Linked DNA regions of Danio rerio: region 2 is linked to region 1. The links are chromatin contacts, called in public HiChIP or PLAC-seq maps. All regions are on one chromosome and are shown on one strand. The core of a region is the stretch at or near the end of the contact, and the rest is flanking DNA. Distances in the headings are between cores, read along the strand shown. Region 1 holds the start of ubr7 (ubiquitin protein ligase E3 component n-recognin 7). Region 2 holds the start of tmem179aa (transmembrane protein 179a, genome duplicate A).

Evidence for each region. HiChIP or PLAC-seq counts read pairs in DNA pulled down with a chosen protein or histone mark.
Region 2: a contact with region 1 is called in an H3K4me3 HiChIP or PLAC-seq map of embryo, with 2.5 times the contacts expected there. The contact joins the promoter of tmem179aa here to the promoter of ubr7 in region 1. A contact is called at or near these places in 1 of 18 Hi-C or Micro-C datasets (an unstated tissue) and 1 of 4 datasets of contacts at active chromatin or transcription factors (embryo).

The regions. Positions count from the first base shown.
Region 1 is chr20:29,809,900-29,815,594 of GRCz12tu, reverse strand. ubr7 (ubiquitin protein ligase E3 component n-recognin 7) reads right to left here and starts at 2,647. Exons shown (of 11, transcript NM_212629.1): 1 at 2,317-2,647; 2 at 993-1,126. The coding sequence starts at 2,445. si:dkeyp-55f12.3 reads left to right here and starts at 3,428. Exons shown (of 2, transcript NM_001025552.2): 1 at 3,428-3,641; 2 at 4,414-4,816. The coding sequence starts at 3,446. The coding sequence ends at 4,526. tmem251 (transmembrane protein 251) reads right to left here. Exons shown (of 2, transcript NM_001033746.2): 2 at 4,871-5,695.
Region 2 is chr20:30,119,227-30,124,921 of GRCz12tu, reverse strand. It overlaps tmem179aa (transmembrane protein 179a, genome duplicate A), which reads right to left and starts at 3,171. Exons shown (of 4, transcript NM_001003767.2): 1 at 2,852-3,171; 2 at 2,628-2,765; 3 at 1,009-1,087; 4 at 271-887. The coding sequence starts at 3,153. The coding sequence ends at 708.

The DNA.
Region 1 (5,695 bases), core at 1,398-3,897:
TATATGTTGTTAAATATGTATGTTGTGAGAAATCATGACATAAATTCATATTTCTTTATTCTACAAATGAAGTCTGATAACCTGTAACCATTGACTTCCATAGTATTTGTTTTTCCTACAATGGAAGTCAACAGGTTTCCAGCATCCTTCAAAATATCTTCTTTTTGTAAAAGTCAAACAGGTTTAGAATAAGTAAAAGTGAGTAAATTCTAACATTTTTCAGTTTCTCTTTAAAAATAAATTTCTCTCCACATTTATGCATTGAATGAAAAGTTGCTGAACAGAAACATCCAAGTTTCAGCTTAATATATTAATTTATAATTGTTTTATATAGAGCTGCACAATATTGGAAAATTTGACATTGAGATACTTTTTCCGTGTGACATAAATTGTGATATAAATACAATTTCACCAAATGGATTAAATAGCTCTATTTGGAAAGTTATTAATTTTGATTGATTAGGATGGTTTTGTTAGGGAGTGAAACATAAATATATTATGTGATTTATTATATACACCTAATAAACAAACCACAATCAAAATAAACACAATGGAGCAAATATTAAAATGAAACAAACTGTGCCTTATAGTCTAGCAGTATTCAGGTACAGAAATTCAATAATTAAATATAAAAGAGCATAAAATATTATTTATTTTATTAAACTACTTTATGCACTATTAAAATGTTTTAAACGCTTTTAAAATGCTTACATAGTCACAGGCCTTAAAAACACATGCAGATGCATGCTCACACTCTATTATAATTCAATTCTGCAGTGTCTCCTCAAACCTCATGTGTTTTGGTTTCTGGTCATCTATAATCCCAACTCAACATCTTAACCATAACAAAACAACCCAGATACAAAAAATAGTATTCAGATATATGGCATTAAGAGAGTTACTTTGCTTAGACTAGTGTTAGTCTAAATGTACTCTTTAACATAGTATCACAGCTCGAGTGAATAGTAAAGGGAGATTTTGGGAATATTCACCTCTTGGTATAAAGCTCAAAAAGGTCATGGCCTTCATGACACTTGTAGGAACATGCCAGGCAGATGCCAGCTGGCTCTCCTCCCTTTGGTGTGCAGGTGTTGCAGGCGTACAGAGCTTGCCGCTTCACATACCCCTGTAAAGACAAAAAAACAAACAATAAATCACCTTGTTTTCATGACCTACAATTACTAGGCCCACGCAGAATCTGCGTGAGCAGAATTCCGCATATTTTAGTCTATTTTAGTCTATGTATTTACTTGTGTAAATGTGTGTAAATTTTCTGCAGAAATAGCAAAAAATGTCAGCAGATTCTGTCTGGATCTAGTAATAAGTACTGGGCCCGCAGTATGGAATCTGTGCCCACAAAGATATTTTATTTTATAGCAATTACACTATTAGTATTGAATAATATGCAAAAATTTAGATAAATTATGTGCAATACAATGTGATGTTATAGGTTATATTTGTTCTGTCTTTTAGTGGATGTATTATATGAGAGACCTGCTGTAGCTTTGTTTACCAAACAGTTTGTTCTGATTGGATTTTGATTGTAAACTTTAAAATACATTTTTTATTCTCCGTGTTAGGTTTTCGGGCGGCACAGTGGGTAGCACTGTCACCTCACAGCAAGAAGGTCGCTGGTTCGAGCCTCGGCTGGATGAGTTGGCGTTTCTGTGTGGAGTTTGCACGTTCTCTCAGTGTTGATTTTCTCCGGGTGCTCCAGTTCCCTCACAGTCAAAAAACATGCACTTTAGGTGAATTGGGGGAGCTAAATTGTCTGTAGTGTGCGAGAATGAGTGTGTATGGGTGTTTCCCAGTAATGAGTTGCAGCTGGAAGGGCACCCGCTGGTAAAAACATATGCTGGTTAAGTTGATGATTAATTCCGCTGTGGCAATGCCTGATTAATAAAGAGACTAAGCTGAAAAGAAAATAAATGTGTTAGGTTATCATCTCATAAAATCCTATAGCATAATTCTACAGATTTTATTCTGCTAAAAACAGCTAATATTGAGAATTATTTAAGATTATCTTATTTTAAATTTAATAATTTAGTAAACAGCTTATTTTCCCATAACTTGAATGTAATTTCACAGTATCTGCTCACAGTCATTGCTTGTTCGGTGATGCTGATACTGTCTGTTAATGAAATACGGTTTGTTTGAAACATCGACGTTTAATGATACTTAATGTCAACCCAAAGCATATTTCTGCGAGAATATTACTAAATTGTCGAAATGAAAACAAGCTGTGTGAAGGTATAGACCGCATATTTTAAAGTTAAACTCCGGGAAAAGGCAGTGTTTACAAAAGAGACAACAAACCTCGGGATATGAGCATTTCTCTGAATCACTTCCTCCAAGAACAGCGGAGGCTTCGTTCTCCAGCTCTTCGTCCTCCTCTAAAACGTCCACCAGAGATACAGTCGCCTCCTCTCCATCATTTGCCGCCATCCTTGAAGACACGAGAGCAAAAAAGTGCTTCTAGTTCCTGTTCCAGGGCACGAAACGAGACACGAACTAACTGGACCGTTTCCGAGATCACGAATTAACAGCGGCAGAGGATTATCGGAATACAAAACACAACTAAAGACGGGTGAACGCGTCAGACAAATTGACAGCACGCGAACAAATTCTCGGGATTAACTGTGACAACAACAAAACCAATGCTGCTTCCGGTTTATGCAAATACAAGATGTTTTGGCGGGAGAGTTGCGGGTGTTGTAAATACATTTTATTGTGGTAGAGTTATTTTCTTCTGACTATTTTATAATGAAACAGCATACCTACAAAATACCACAATGTCAGTGTTACCAGAAAACAATAATATTTGCTAAATCAATCCAATAGGTCAGAGTTCAAAGGGTAAATCGGTGTTGCCATGTCCACGTATTTTACTACTTTGAAACTGAAGCATTTAACTGATATAAGCATACAGGATTATACGATGACATATGAAGCAGTACAAAACTTTAAAATACATAAAAAATATTAGTAAAAAAGAAAGCATTCTATTTGACACAATTATGTTATTGTCATTAGCTATTAATATTAATTAAATTATCAGATCTGTGATCAGTTATAAACAACCACTGCTGTTTAACTACTGGTTAAAGTTACTGATTAACTTATTTAACTCCACAACTGATTAACAGGCCTACATCAACATGTGCTTATTTATACCGTTGTTTTTAGTAAATTGTGTGCACAATAATCATTGTTTTCCTTTTTGCAGGTAAATAAAATGATGAACAAATTAGTAAAAAAAAAAAAAACACAATTTACTACAATACCAGAATGTTCCACGCTGTGGTGATGAATTGTGATTTCTTGGGTTTTTAATTTGTTTGTTTTTTTTAATGGCCGAATTAGAACATAAACCATGACAGTTCTTTTTAAACTGCGTGTTTTTCTTGTGAAATCTGGCAACCTGGTTACATTGTGTTCGTTCAACATGGCAGCGTGCGAGCTGAAGGGAGAGCTGAAATACAGAGATGGACAGACGAACCAGTTTACAGCACAAGTGGATGGCAATTTGAAATCAATAATAGGTGGCATTAAGAAAATAAATGGCGACATTTCAGAAGCCTTAACGACACTCGTTGAACAAGAAAAAGGCTCAACGGGAAATGACAGAGAGAGTGTTAATGGTAAGAAGCTGAAATAAAACCAACCAAAATACGTAAAAGTCAAGCAACCATAACTAATAAATTGGTTAAAAGTGTCCCCTAACATAACTGTGATTAAATATGATAGAGAGTTTTGATGTCATTTGTCATTTACTAAAAATATATCTAAGTGCTGACATATTTACTTCACATATTTAGCAAGTATATCTTATTATAATACACTGTAAAACCCAAGTCAACCTTATAAAATAAAATGAGTGTAGTTAACTCAAAATTGACTGAAAGTTAATTCTACTCATTTGAAAAGAGTTTTGAACTCGATGTTAAAGGTAATGAGTTAATTAAATACCTAATTACTTCAATTTAAATAGAGTAAGTTCACAGTACTCATATAGATTAGGTTTTTAACTCAAATGGTTTGTTTCAGTTTCCTTAAACGAGTTGCATTAACTTGGATTTTACAATATTCAGTTGGTTTGAGTTATCTTCATGTATTGGGTTTTACTGTGCTCAAATTGCTTCATTTACTCAAATGGATTAAGTTCACAGCGCTCATTAGGATTAGTTTTTGAACTTAAATGGTTTGAGTTATCGTCACTTTTTGTTTTACAGTGTAGAAATGTAATACTCGGGAATATACTATTTTTAGTATTGTAAGTGCTTACACTAAAAATCATAGCAAAGCCACATGATCTCAAATTTAGTAGTTAAAAAGTAAAAATACTTTATTACATTTAAAGTGATACGATTTGTTGTGATTTGTAACTTTTGTCCCCTTAATCTCATGTTAAAGATGATGAGGAAGAGGACAGCGATGATGATGATGGCAGTGCCACAAAAACCACCACCATCACCAAGTCAAGCTCAGAACCTCCAAGCAAGAAGATGAAAACTTTACGTTCATGATAAGCAGAACTCACATTAATCAGGCCTTTTTGCATACAGAGTTAATGTTGCCCTCCTCCTTAAAAAATCTACTTTTATCCGCTAGTGACTTCAAGACAGTGTTGAGATTTTGCCTTATTTTGTTTCCATTCTGCAAGTTATTTTACATAAATTTAGGTCCCTCCAAAAGGGAAACAATTTCATCGTTGCATTTTTTGTCCTGTTGTAAAAAGTTAAACATTGACAGCAGTTATCAGAACTTCAGCACACAATAATAAAATCATTGTGCAATAAACTGGATTCAAACCGTCCAATCAAATGTCTGCGTTTCTGATTGAGAAATCAGTGTAACAGTTTAAAAAGAATACACTCGGCACATTTCTTTATTGATTTCATCAGAATCCAGACTTGTTTCAAACCACAGTGTTTTGAGATTGCAATGGAAAGTTATTAACAAATACGCAATAAACATCATTAAAAATTCACAGACAAGCCCTTTGAGTAAAAAAAACTCAACATTTTAACAAATGAATGAATAATCCAAATATGACCCAATATTTCCACAAAGAAGCCATTTAAAACATCTGTGGTACAGGCTTATATAAAGCTTGAATCTTGTGTTAAACTCTACCACACCCAACAACTTTAAAGAACCATTTGCATTTCTTATAAAGATAAGATAATTCACGCTATAAAATTATACTGATATCCCTCCACAATAAGACATGAGATTGAGTGCACTACTTTTACGAACAAACAATGAATGTCAAGAACTTGCTTTGCAAAACACACTTATGTATTTTCTCTGAGGACACTCGATTATCACTATGGTGAAACATAATTAGTGTTTGTCAAACAGAATTGCATAAAAATACTTTTAAGAGCTGACAGAAAATCATATTTGATCGTACAGAAATACTGTTATTCAAATGCATTCATCATAGATTGATTGTTCTTAATACAAATGTTTCCTTATTTTACATTTTTCCTTCCTTGAGTGCATTTTATAATCAATACAAATCAGACACTGGTTTAAAGAAATGAAAACACATCCTGTTAGTGGAACTAGTTCTCATATTTTCCACTAACAAAATGTCTGCTGGAGTTGAAACAAACAACAACTGAAGCATTAAAGTGACACTACAAATCCATTGGCCTCATGCTATGGAAACATATATACTTGTATACAT
Region 2 (5,695 bases), core at 1,922-4,421, 310 kb before region 1:
AGGTTACAATGGGCCAACTTTGGCAGGGCATTTCTGATTTAGTCAGACTGACCTGCTGTAAGTGCTAGAAAGATAATCTGCAGGAACAAGAAAATTACAGCGATAAAACACAATTTTATCTACTTTTATATATAATTTTACTAAATCATACAATTTAACAGCATAACAAGCGAAATAATTCAATCATTTTGTCAATTTAGAGTAGCTTATGTTTGCAAAAAGCATAAATGAGAATAAACAGTAATTGATAAGAGAATAAAGCCAGCATAAGAGCAATAATTCAGCTTTATTTCAAATGTACAATAAATGCAGTAGTTTGTATCGGTAGCAGAATTTATATGTCACGTCTGAGTGAACTTATTGAAACTGCGACTTCTGTTAAAAGTGTGTCCTCATAACGCTTTACTGAGCCTAATAAATGCACAGCTGGCTTCTTAAAAGATACAACACAATTAATCAGTCTTCTTATGCCTTAATACTGTGAAAATGAGAGTGAATATGAACATGTACAGCTTGATGAAATGTCTGAAACAAGAGAAATATTTTAACCCTGCTCCATGACCATATATATATATTGTAATGACTCTAACGACTTACTCTAATCTGTGATATATGTTTTTTATTAAAAAATATGTTGATGTTGAGGGCTTATTTCTGCTCTCAGAAAGTGGTTCATGCAGTGCAAATGGATTACTATGTATGTTGGATTAAATCATGGCGTTCCTGTTGTACACATAAGAACTCCTCTGTAAAGGATGACCAAGCAGAAGCTCCTTCTCTTGAACTAGACTCTCTAGCAGCTCCTGCTGTCGGTGGTTATGGTAAACCTTCAGGAAGGCCAGCACTGTTAGACCTAGCCAGCATAACCAGGCCGACCACAGGCCAAACTGTGAAACAAAGAACAAATTACATACTTGTATAACTGATAATGGATATAGACGCTCATGTACAGGCTAAATTATATACTGAGAGAATCAAATATGTTACTTTGTAAATATGTTGTAATACCTGTGCAATGGCAAACTGGTCATAAAAAGATGAGTTTTCAACGCCGAGCTCTAAATCTGTGTCTTGTAGATCTTCACAGCTGACAAAAAAATAAAGACAGTTATAGGAGATATAATAAATAAAATGTGACTTTGTATCATTAGCTAAATTACACTATTATAATACTCTTAAGTTCCAGTGTCAAGAAAATAAATATAGCGCCGTTTTCAATAATCATCATTTCAAGTGAATCAATTATTTTTTTGAAGTTGTCCTAAGACAAGAATGGGTGTTGTTCAAAAGTTTGAGGACCACTTTGATAAAAGGTTTTAATCCACTTTATATGTTGACTACTATATTTATATACACTGTAATAAATTCCCAGAATTTCACATTACTGTAATTTTTCATAGTACATGACATTAGTGTCACATTACAGGATTTAACTGTTAAATTTTACATATTCAGAATTTTATTGTGAAATTAAGGCAGGCATCATGATTACAGCAAATTACTGTAAAAATGGCAATATTTTTTGCACATTAGTTACAGGAATTCAAACACTTAATATTTTATTCAACATAAAAAAGTAATACACATTAACGTTTATGCCAGTACAGGCACTTTTTTGATATTTAGAAATATTTACAGAATTATTGTTATTATCATGTATCTCACAGTAATTCACTTTGAATTTACATACAGTATCTTGCGGTGAAAGTAATGCAATTATAAGCCAGTAATTTGTTTTATTTATTTTCCAGTGTATATAAAACCTACAAATACAAAAAAGTTTATATCAATATTTAAATTATAATATCGAATTTAATATATATAATGAAAATGTCTAAAAAGGTTTTCTGACCCAAAAAATTAAACTAATATGGGGGATTCTACTTTAATTCTTAAATCATTGTCATTTTTTATTGTTATTGCCATTTTCTAGTTTAAAAAATCGATACGCTTTAGTTTACTCTTTGCAATACACAAACACATCAGTAGAATTTGATACCACAATATGCATCTTTGTATCCACAATCGGTTTATCTTTTAAATCATTAAAGTACAGTTTTAAGAAATGGCTATTAATAATCAACAATGTGAAAACCAGTTTTTTTTTCTTTTTTTGCTTTTGTTCTTGTTTTCTAATTGTTCATTTAAGTATTGTTTATAGTTTTATTTGTATTTTATTATTAGTATAGGCTTTTAACAACTGGCAAATAAACCACTAATGAAAACTTTGGGCTAAATTGGGTACATTTACATTCGTGGGGAATGTTGAGTACGCTGTCCCTTGTTGTGGAAAAATAAATAAACAAACAAAAGAATTTGGCCTTTGACTTTCTTTTAATTTACACATACTTAAGTTAGAAAGTTATAACCAGACAATATATCCCTATAATCACCATTGTGTGCAACAGAAATGCAAAAATAAGTAGGAATATAAATGGCAAGAATATTTCAATCCTAATAATTTAGGCATTCCAATATTATTCCTTAAGGAAAAATATTAATTAACAATTATTATTATTATTATTATTATTATTATTATTATATGAAATCTCATATTTACCAAGGAGCTTTATATTTTTATATGCATAAAATATGCTGTATTTGTATAAGTACTAAATTTAGTTTACCTGCTAGGCATTGCTCCATTCTCAGTGACAGAATCACACCATATACTGAACCCAACGCTGGAGATTGTACCGGCCACAAACACCACAAATAACACTAACAGAGAGAGGAGGAGGTTCAAGAAAGAATGGAAGAGGGAGCTGCAAAAAAGGGGGACAAAAAAAGAACAATTCACAAAGCGTTATATTGTGATTTTAATCATCATTATGATATGCGTGTTGCCTACTCGTCGTGGCCTTTGCAGAGGAAGAAAAAGGTCCGCCACGCCTGCACGGCAGAGAGGATGAGAGACACGATGCCCACGAAAGTGATGAAGCGACAGGATGACTCTGGTCCCCATTCTTCAACTATAAAGCGCTGTTTCCCCATCGTCATGTTCTCATTTTGCCAAATCCCCTCAGTAAACAGCAGACATTTCCCCTGGAAGTCATCGCCGTTTTCAGAGAGCGGTACAACGGCGATGAAACCGAAAAGAAATGCTAAAAAGTAAAGGATGCACTGGCCGAAGAGAAAATTATCGACGGCCATCGTTCCCGGCGACTGCATTCTGCTACTGCGCATGACCGTGAATGTTGAACTATGTCGGATTTATGTTATTGGACGAGGAGTAAAATGTCTCCACTGCATGACTGAGGATTGTTTTGATAGCACCGTTGCCTTAATGTGATCAAATATGATTTTACTATAGTAGTAATAATAATAATAGATCAATACAAGGTTTTATTGTGCATTAGTAATTTACAAATACAGCAAAAACAGGCAACAAAAAAATCTGAAGATAATTGAAATTCAAATAAAAAAAAAACACAAAACAAAATATAAGCAAGACAATTACAATCAGTCATAATCTAAGAGTAATCTTTGATTTTGAGCTTTGTCGAGAAAAACAAATTGGTCATTAAAAATAGTTGAGGATCATCTTCAGACTTATAACTTTACTTTCCTTTCAAGATCTGGAAAAAGTCATGCTTTTATCACATCAGCCTAGACTATGTGCCAGCTTTTTGCCAAATCTGGGCCAGAATTCTTTGATACATGGGTTACAATAGACAGCTTTTACATTTTTTTTTACAGTTTTGAGAGACTTCATTAACAGAAAAAGTTTGTTGACAAAAACCTTGTATAAAAGAGAGGATTTTGAAAGTCTTCATTTGTGGGTGAAGAATTTACCATTTAAAATAAAATTAACAAAATTGTACATTTTTATCACCATTTTCAATATAACAAATAAATTCTTTTGCATTCATGTTATCAAGAAATTATTTTTAGCAGACATTTTTCCAAAAAATTGCACACTCTAACATTCAACAAATAAGTGACATAAGGATTCCTTACTTTTTTTCTTTTTTTTTTTTTTACAAAATGAACATTCTTTCTCAATATCTGAAAATCTGAGAAACAATTTGGTTGGATATATTTTATGTAAAATCTTTAAATGTATTTCTCTTACTTTATTTGAAATGCAAAATTTGTATGGTAGCAGCCATGCTTTTTTCCAATTAACCCATTTTTTTCCATTTTATATGGTTCCTTTTACAGCATCAATGTTGTAATATAAGTAAAATATAATCAGTTAAAAACATGTCAGTGGCACAAATCCAGCACAAACCAATGACACCAGTTTTGGGCGATTTAGAGGAAATAATGGAGTGAAGAGTGACGTTGCAGTTCCCAAAGTGTTTTGATTAGGTAACATCTAAACGAAAAAATAGATACACTGTGTATGTTAACCGCACAAACCAGCACAAACATATGACACCAGTTTTGTGTGATTTAAAGCAGGGGTTCTCAACTGGTTTGGCCATGGGACCCACATTTTTACATGGTCATCAAGCCGCGACCCAAATTTTTAGGAAGTTTAATACAATTTTAGGAATTATTTAATAATTATTATTAATAATAATTATTATTTATAATTAAAATTAACAATATTTTATTGCTGTCATTTAGCAAAATGTATCAAATTATAGAAATATTACAAAGTAAAAACGACAAATACTGTAAACAGTGGTTAGGGTAAGGAAAGGTTTGGTTACCATAAACTAAACTGAACTGTGAATAAAACATGTTGTCTGGTTTCTTAATGTCATTTTAATTTAGAAGGTTTTGTACTGAAATTTCACGTCAAACGGTAGGGTGGTCGTGGACGCATTTCAAAATAAAAATAAAAATGAGTTAAAAATTAAAAATGAAAAAAAATTAAACTTCTGTTGTTGTTTTTTTACCACACACTGAATACACACTTCCCGCGAGCCAAATTGAGAAACACTGATTAAGACAAAATGTGGTGGAGAGTGATATCACAATTCCCGAAATATTTTGCTTGTATCTAAACGAGGAAAACAGATTCAGTGTTTGTTTTAACGGCACAAACCAGCACAAAATGAGCACAAACAACCTGTGCTGATTTGAAGTCATTTGAGCAACATGGTGTGGAAAGTGATGTCACACAGTTCAAAAAATTATGCTTAATATCCGAGCCCAAATCAGCACAAATGTTCATTTTTGCGGTACAAATCAGCACAATTGTAGCACAAACGAACACCGTAATTTAAGGGATTTTTTTGTTTTTATGGGGTGCCAACTTCACGGAGCTCACAGACCTCATGCTTTGGGTATAGTTTAACTCTTTAACTGTCCCACTAAGAAAAAAGCAATAGAACATTTTTGGATTGCATTTCTTAACTATTAATACTGCTAGTTAAGCTAACACAATGCATTTATTTTCTAACATATCCCATCATTTCTGAAATATCCAATTCTACCAAATACATGATATGTTGGTTTATGGGAAAAGTACCGAAATGAATACATATACTATGAAAATCTGAAAATATAAAGTGTAAGACTAATTTATTGAAAAACATGATCAAAATAAATCATGTTGGACACTAAATAATCATTATTTATTCACACACACACACACACACACACATATATATATATATATATATATATATATATATATATATATATATATATATATATATATATATATATATATTATTGAATATTTATATTTATTAGTATATATAATAAAATAATAATTGATATATAAAGTATAAATCAT